Linked DNA regions of Sus scrofa: region 1 is linked to region 2. Evidence: chromatin contacts called from public Hi-C data. All regions are on one chromosome and are shown on one strand. Each heading gives the region's core, a stretch centred on a gene start, on an enhancer-like site or on the middle of the called end of the contact. The rest is flanking DNA. Distances are from core to core; before and after follow the strand shown.

What was found. A called contact is a pair of places that touch in the nucleus more often than the background predicts.
Region 1: a Hi-C map of omental adipose tissue shows a contact between it and region 2, with 2.4 times the contacts expected there. The contact joins two enhancer-like sites. A contact is called at or near these places in 12 of 47 Hi-C or Micro-C datasets (alveolar macrophages, embryonic fibroblasts, fetal heart ventricle and 7 more) and 1 of 2 datasets of contacts at active chromatin or transcription factors (skeletal muscle).

The regions. Positions count from the first base shown.
Region 1 is chr16:32,245,373-32,249,127 of Sscrofa11.1, reverse strand. ITGA1 (integrin alpha-1) reads right to left here. Exons shown (of 31, transcript XM_021076769.1): 11 at 1,683-1,756; 12 at 850-994. Among named protein-coding and RNA genes, the nearest start is that of ITGA2, 89 kb to the left of the region's middle. Within about 2 kb of position 1,842, at least 10 of the 83 cell types and tissues checked have an H3K27ac peak or open chromatin away from gene starts, as enhancers often do. A contact at or near this core is called in omental adipose tissue, where this site is marked.
Region 2 is chr16:32,025,849-32,029,762 of Sscrofa11.1, reverse strand. All of the region lies in intron 1 of LOC106506482 (a long non-coding RNA gene), which reads left to right. Among named protein-coding and RNA genes, the nearest start is that of PELO, 100 kb to the left of the region's middle. Within about 2 kb of position 2,037, at least 23 of the 83 cell types and tissues checked have an H3K27ac peak or open chromatin away from gene starts, as enhancers often do. A contact at or near this core is called in omental adipose tissue, where this site is marked.

The DNA.
Region 1 (3,755 bases), core at 593-3,092, 220 kb before region 2:
GGAAAACAGGAAGAAACTGGGATAGAGAGAGAAAAAGACTTGCCTCTAGGACAGAAAGATCCCAGAGAGGGCTGCTAAGATGCTAAAATATGAACACAACATGGTATTTGTTTTCTTTACCACCACGTCCCCAGCACCTGGGGCAAGAGAAATGTTCCCCAAATATTTGTTGAGTGGAAACCATATCCTGAAGGTCCTTTCCATCTGAGTCCTTCCCAACTGTTTACCAAGATCAGCCAGTGATAGAAGAGTCCCCTGGTATCCCCCAGCCTGGCACAGATCCAGAATAAAGTGACACCAAACACATCTCCTCTGTCTAAGCAAGTCTTTGGAAAATTGTTACATCAGTGGGTTCAATTTATATCTGATTGTGAACAGAGGTATTAGAGAAGTCATATGAGAAAATAGATTAAAATTTTTCTTTGCAAAATTAGGACTCATAGAGAGAAACTAATGATAGAGGATATTTAAGAGAATTTGGGAGTCTGATCTTCAGGATACAGGCTGAGCCAAGGGTTCTTTTTCTACCTTTATTTCCTGTTCACTGGGTCTGAAGCACTTCCTGAAATTGAGAATACCAGACAGAAAGGGACCTCAAAAAGTGTGCAGATCAGCCCAAATTAATCCCAGTGCTAGATAGTCCTTCTGAGAAAGGCTCCCGCATGTTCTGGTATTCTGAGTAAGACTGCTTATCCAAGGCCTGGAAACTTCCATGGGTCCTGTAAAACATCTAACTTTTAGAAGTGATCTCTCTCAAACCATTTTAGGTACACCTATGTAAATATAAGCAAATAATTCAAAAAAGAAAAAACCCAAAGCAACTTTCTATTATTTACATCCAAACTTTACCTAAATAAGAAGCAAGAGGTTCATTCTTTTTGGTAGACTCGACATTAAAGGTCTTGTTTGGGGGAATTTTGATTTGATTAGCCTTCTGCATGACGACTGTTCCATTCCAATCATAGGCTCCTACTGCTCCGAGCATGACCCAGTCCTTAGAGCCAAATAGAGAAACAATGATATTTAACAAAAAAATGGTTAAGAGCAAACACTTACGTGTTTTAACAATGTGACAGGTACTGTTCAAAGTGCTTTACATCTAATAACTCATAAAATCATCACAATAACACTTTGGGCTGGATGCCACTATCACCACTCTCATTTTACAGAAGAGGAAACCAGGGCCAGGTGACTGAATTGCCCTAGTTTATACAGCACAAATGCACAATGAGCTGTCAATATTCCTGTGCAGGGACCACAGTACATTTTCTTCCATCAACTACAAAGGATATATTCTCTAATCTGTTTTCTGTTTTATTGCTGCCAGGAATCCTGGGCCTCGAACACAGGATTCTAGCAAGACCCTTGAATATCTCGATACTGGGAAAAAGATACATTTCTCTGGCAAATGTGATAAATTATGTATTTTATTTAGCTAGATGTATAATCACACAAGCAGACCTCAAACTGTCTGATTCACAATTATTAGTACAATGCAGTGAGCTGTATGAAATAACATGTTTTCCTAATAAGAAGCCTGTGAAATGCTGTTTCCTATTTGGGTCTGAATAAGTGTTCATGCCATGAACTGCAAGTTGCACCTGTAATGCTGATGTCTGGGTGCTGGTTTGGGGAAAAGAAACCTTCAAAAAAAGATGCTTTCTACCCGGTGGCCAACGTACCTGTGAATAATGAGCGCTGAAGCCCATCTGAGACATTTCCATCTCAAAAGAAGCTGCCGACTGGTCAGCTGTAGCTGTAACATAGGAGAGGGATTGCCTTTAGTACACTGCTGATTTGCAGAAGTCGGAGACCTAGTACAGTCTGTGGTCTCGCCAACCAGAACTCGTAGCATCTTTGGGGTATTTTTCAGCCACGCATTTCTCCCCTCTACCCCAGATTCCTAGGTAGGGCTGGGTTGAGGACAGAGAAGGCTATCCTGAGAGCTGTGTCTCCTATTTGTGTCTGTTAGCTTCCCCGCCCTTGCTGGAGGAGCTGAGAGATCCCTATTCCTGCTTCTGTTCTTACGCCCTCGTGTGCTTTCCAGTCCTATGGTGCTTTAGATCCACCCCCACTGAAAGCTCTGGGCCTCACCCTCAGGCCCTGGGAATCCTCCTGAGACTTTAGGCTAAACTTACCTGATATGTCACAGGGCTAATGACATTTGATTCATGTATTTAAAGAGGTTTCTTGTGTCTACCAGCCTCATCTGTATTTCCTGCTGTCTATCATCTCAAAATCCCATTGTTTGATAAAGGGTTTAGGGATCCCGGGTTTGTATTTGCTCTGATTTCTGGCTGTGGGTGTCACACACAGATTGGGAGTGGACTTCCCGACAGGGCTCCAGGCTTTCATGCCATTCAACCACATTTTTTTTTTTTTTTTGGAAGCTCCTGTATTCAATTTAAAGCTCTTACTGAAACACAGAGATAATCCAGAACATTCTGTGAGGGTGTGCTACTCTCAAAATATTCGCCAACTCCAAGCCACAGCCTCCTAAGGGGATTAAGAGAATGTTGATTTATTTGCTTTCATAAGGGAGTTACTGATTTATTTGGCCTTGCCGACAAGTTAAAAATAGTGCATAATTTTTAAAAAGTCAATCTACTGTTTCACTGAGGCATGAGAAGAATCAAATTTGTGAAATCAAACTTATTCACTAGTTATTTACCTGCATCAATTTGTTAAAAAATACAACAGGACTAGATTAAATGCAGAAGTTAATCAAGAATTCAACTATATCATTTTAATTTCACATACAAATTGTCCTCTAATTTAAATGGATGAGATGCAGTTTATTTTGAACATTTATTTTAGGCCCATGATGGTTTAAGGTGCTTTTTTATTTATTTCTGCAAGATCAGTGATAAGAATGCAATAGTAGAGACATATCTATTTCTAGCACCTTCCTCTGCTGCCGTTCTGTTTACAACTGAGAACAGAGAGAGGGAAGCTCTGTGTAGTCCTGCCTGCTGACTCTGCACTGTGGTAAAGCAGTTGTATATCTTGTTGCTGGCTCCTCCCTCGATTTGTTTGTGGGTGTTGCCGTAACTGCTGTGGCCTCTGATTAGGAATTTCAGCATTTCTCCCAGTGCTTGATGGGAAAGGGAGACATTGGATCATTTTCTGATTTTATTGGGCAAATAGCTGGTCGCCTCGCCTCACTAGGTGGCACTGTCCTTCAGCAAACACAATTTTCACAATTGCTGCTATTTACCACCTCAAGAGAAAGGGGGATTGGAAATGGAGATTCCCCAAGTATCAAGGAAGGCAAGCCCTTTTGGAACTCATTATGAAAAAAGTCAGAAATAGGCTAATAAAAATACTGCTCTTGGTTAGCCCTGAAAGAGCAGAAATGAAGATCTGGGAGATAGATACATTTTTTTAATGACTTCACCTGTGGCATACAGAAGTTCCCAGGTCGGGGATTGAATCCAAACCCCAACTGCGACCTACGCTGAAACCGCAGCAACACCAGATCCTTTCGCCCAATGTACTGGGCCAGGGATTGAATCTGCATCTCTGCACAGACCTGAGTTGCTGCAGTCAGATTCTTAACCCACTGTGCCACAGTAGAAACTCCTGGGAAGCATTTTTAATCTGTGGAGCTCCTTATTAAATAATTTTGTTTTTAGGAGATTTCTTAGAGCACGCAGGTGCTCCAAAGTATAGCCTTTAACTAGCGGTGTGGTTAGGTTAGAAAGAATCTGAAAATGTCATTTAAGGCACATTGGTCACTCCTCCACCCAGTAGCT
Region 2 (3,914 bases), core at 788-3,287:
CAATGATAACATTACTAACTTTGCAAACATTGGTCCATTGAAAATGTGGGATTTTGCATATGCTAGAAAAGGCAAGACTTAATATGTGATGGAGTCTCTACAAGCCTCATTCAGTAGAAGTTTCTTCCTTAATTACTATTAAGGATGATAAGTATGAGATCTGAGGTGTCTTCTCAGCTTTAACATTCTCCAGCTCTCCCTTTCTGCCACAGAAACTGTCGACTGGTTGTTCATGCTGAACATGAGAATCTGAGCTGACTTGGTCTCACTTGCACAGCGTGACTTTGACCTTAAGACTTATCCTTCTATCCTGTCATTTTATTCCAATTTATAAACCTCCTAATGGGCCTGCTTCCTTTGCTTTCTATACTGGATTGCATGTTCAGCTCATTTTTCGTTTTTGTTTTTTTTTAAACCAATTTCATCAAAATCCTTTCCCTTTGTATTTTATGGAGGGAGACGCTCTCTAGAGCCAAAACACTGCGTACTTATTTAATCTGGTGGAGAAAAACAGTTAAGCCAGGCAGTTGGATCAGTGGCACTAGGAATTCGTAGTTTTGGTTTCCTCAACACCAAAGTCTTTCATTTTGCTTATCTACTATTGGAAACTCCAGAATTCTCTCCAGTCTTCCTAATGTGATTTGACCCGTATTATAGCTCTTAGGACTATGTTTTTTTCTTCCCCCTGATATATGGATATGCCCAATCTCCATGTTTTGTGAAAATGTGTTCTGGAAGCTGCTTTGGAAAGCAGATATTGTTAAGAAATAGTTGTTTTGTTTTCCAGAAAGCCAGTCTGTCCTCTTCTATCCCCAAACTTCTGACTGCATTTACAACTGAGCTTTGAAGAACCAGCTGCTGAAAGTGATAAATCAGCAGCTGAAAATGATGAATGAGAGACTCATTGTAGCTCAAAGTGAAATATAGGTGCTTTTCAACAATGTTAGATTGGTTACTGGACATGGCAGAGTGGTGACTGTTGGTCAAATGTATGAATATGTATATTATAGTAGCAATTATACTTACTTATTTGAATTCTATTTGAAGTCTTCTTCTTACTATAACATTCAGGTATTTTATTTTGAGGAGCACCACTAACAATAAATCAGAGCCAACATTTATGGAGTGTCAATGATGTGCCAAGCTCAGTGCTAGGCTGGGGAGCATTAGCTATGAAACGCTTAGTTGTGATCTCCAAGCACCATTTATGGCCAGTTTTGATCTGCTTTTTAAATTATTGTGCTATCTTTAGATATGACAGGCATTCTGAATTCTAAAACTTGTTTGTAATGTTTCTAGCATGGTTTATGCTTACCCAAATGGAATATTTTTCAGCTTGTTCCTTTCTAAGTGCTACTTACACACCTGTCATTCATGGCTCTTTCCACTCCAATTTTGATTTATTTAATTTGCCCATGTTCCCTGGTACAAGTCCATGTAATGGTCTGTTCATTTGTACATAAACATTTATACAAGATGGAAAAGTTGAAGTAATTTAAATTTAGTCCATTTTTTTTCCCAATATGAATTGTGTGTCACTACACTACTTCAATGAAAGGTTATTCATTGGTTTTACTCTCTGCTTTTTTTATAGCTTCCAGGCATGTTTAATATCTGTGATTAACTGAATTTTTCAGGTTAACATCTGCATTTAATCACAAGTTATTACCCATTTCCTAGACTGGTCAGCGTAGCATTTCAATCACTCCTTCCTTCTTTCTCCACCCGTGTAGTAAAAGATTCAAAGTCATTTATACTTTCTCTCTTTCACAGCCATAGAGCTGCACTTAAATAATATTTAAGAAAGTTATATTTCTTTTGAAGTGGTCACAGGAAGCATATGCTTAGTGTATATAAACAGAGAGAGAGAGAGTTGAGGCACTGAGTTGGAAGGCTTGGTTGATTTACAGAGCTCTTGCATCTACATAGAAATGTTTTTGCCTCAGAGAGAAATGAAAGGCTCTTTTGGGCTTCCATAGCCACAGAGCTCCTGTATAACAGCACTGAGATTCAAAGAGCAAGTCTTCTTTCAGTTTCACATTGCCCTGTTTTTTGGGTGTGCCTCAACAAACTGAAAGTTCTCTGTTTTAGCCTAACTACTCCCTGTCTCACTTCCCCAATTCTTTAATTTTTCAAAGTCATTTGATCATGGAGAATAAAACCTTAAGGATTAGGCATATGTCAGGTGAAGAGGAAAAAGCCTTCATTCCTGTTCCCCTTCCCCTCCAGCTGAACAGGATCATTCAAAATGATTCTTCCATTTTTCTCCAAGTTCTCCATAAACCTGTCATAAATGATTCAGTTTAAGGAAGAAAGATATATTAGAGCAGAGCAACTAAGCATGTGGTAATGTCTGGCTACTATATTTTTGGCAAAACCTGACCTAATCCAGGAATTTGCCTCTCTTCTAAAATTAGTTGTTTTTGTTGGGGGCTGGGGTGAGAAGGGGTAAGACATAAACAACCATGCTGGGATTTTAAATTGATTGGGAACTAGGATGTGAGCAATATTCTGTATTTTTTTAAATATGGATGATTAAAGATTATGAAGGGAATTGGAAAAATTCGTTTAGTCTAAGCAAATCTAGTCTAGTCTAGTCTAAGTTACTCTGACACATTTAATGATGCGCGTGATCACTGTTGTTTCAGGAAGTTTTAGGCCCAGTATATGAAAAAGAGTGTGTAATGACTGCAGTTAAAGTCCCTTACAAATAGTCAAGTAGCAACTTCATTCCCTTTCTCAACTCACTTAGAAACAACAGAAATCATTGTGTGCCTACTATGTGCAAGCCCTTTATTGCCTTGAAGTCAATAAAGTGACATCTTGTTCATCATTTTATCACCAATGTCAAATGCATTGACTAATGATTGGTAGATAACTCAAAGTTCAGAAAAAAGGAATAGCATTTGGGGCCTGTTACAATGAATCTTTAAACTATTTACGTTTTAGGCACCCAATTTATGTCTTCATGTTTAGTGATGCATTTCCTCCTATCAGTTCAATGCTCATCACCTTCAATCCTGAAAGGAAACAAAACAAAACAAAAGAAAGACCTAGGTTAAGTTCTCAGTATTACCAACTGTGTTTTTTTGTTGTTGGTTTTTTTTTTTTTTTTTTTTTAATTCCAGCCTTCTTCTTTCATGACCCACGTCCTTAACCAGTTCAAGAAACTGCTCTCTGCCTTTCAAATTTCAAGTGGCTATGAACAGTATGTGGAAAGAATGTCAACATTTGACAGGGGTAGGGGCCAGTGGTGCCTCTCAGGATCTTGGAGAGCAAGTGGGGATGAATTTTGCATTGAGGTCATCTGGAAGTCTTAGAGCACGGGAAGGGTGGGAAATGAGGGCCTGGGGAAATTTATCCTGGGTTTGGTGAAGGAATAAGAATGGCTTTTTGGTTACATGGATGTGGAACACTAGAGTACTATTCTCTAAGGACAGAATCTAAGCTCTTCCAGTCTCTGTGTCCAGCAGCAGGAGACCTTCTGGAGAAGAAAAGCTCAGGATGGTTCTTTTTAGCTGACCATTTAATCACGTGAAACCAAATGAACCAGGGTCACATGCAGAGTTGACTTCTGTGTCCCTGTGGAAGTACTCTTCATTCATGCAGTCTTCCCAAGTGAGTTGAAATATAGCTTCAGAATCTTCTTCAAATTAGGATTCGAAGCAGTAACTATCAATAAAAGCAGACTTGGATTTTAGAAATAAAACCAATCCCTAGCCTAATAAAGTACAATTTCAGTGACAATGGGAAATACTTTTTGCTCTTGTTTTGATTTGCTCTTGCAGTTCCTCAGTAAAAATTCCCTTAGCCAATCTCTACATGGATATATGCTATCATTGACAGGAAATACAATCATTCCTTCAGCAATGAGTATAAATTGATAATTTCATATCTTTCCAGAGTTGTTCCTA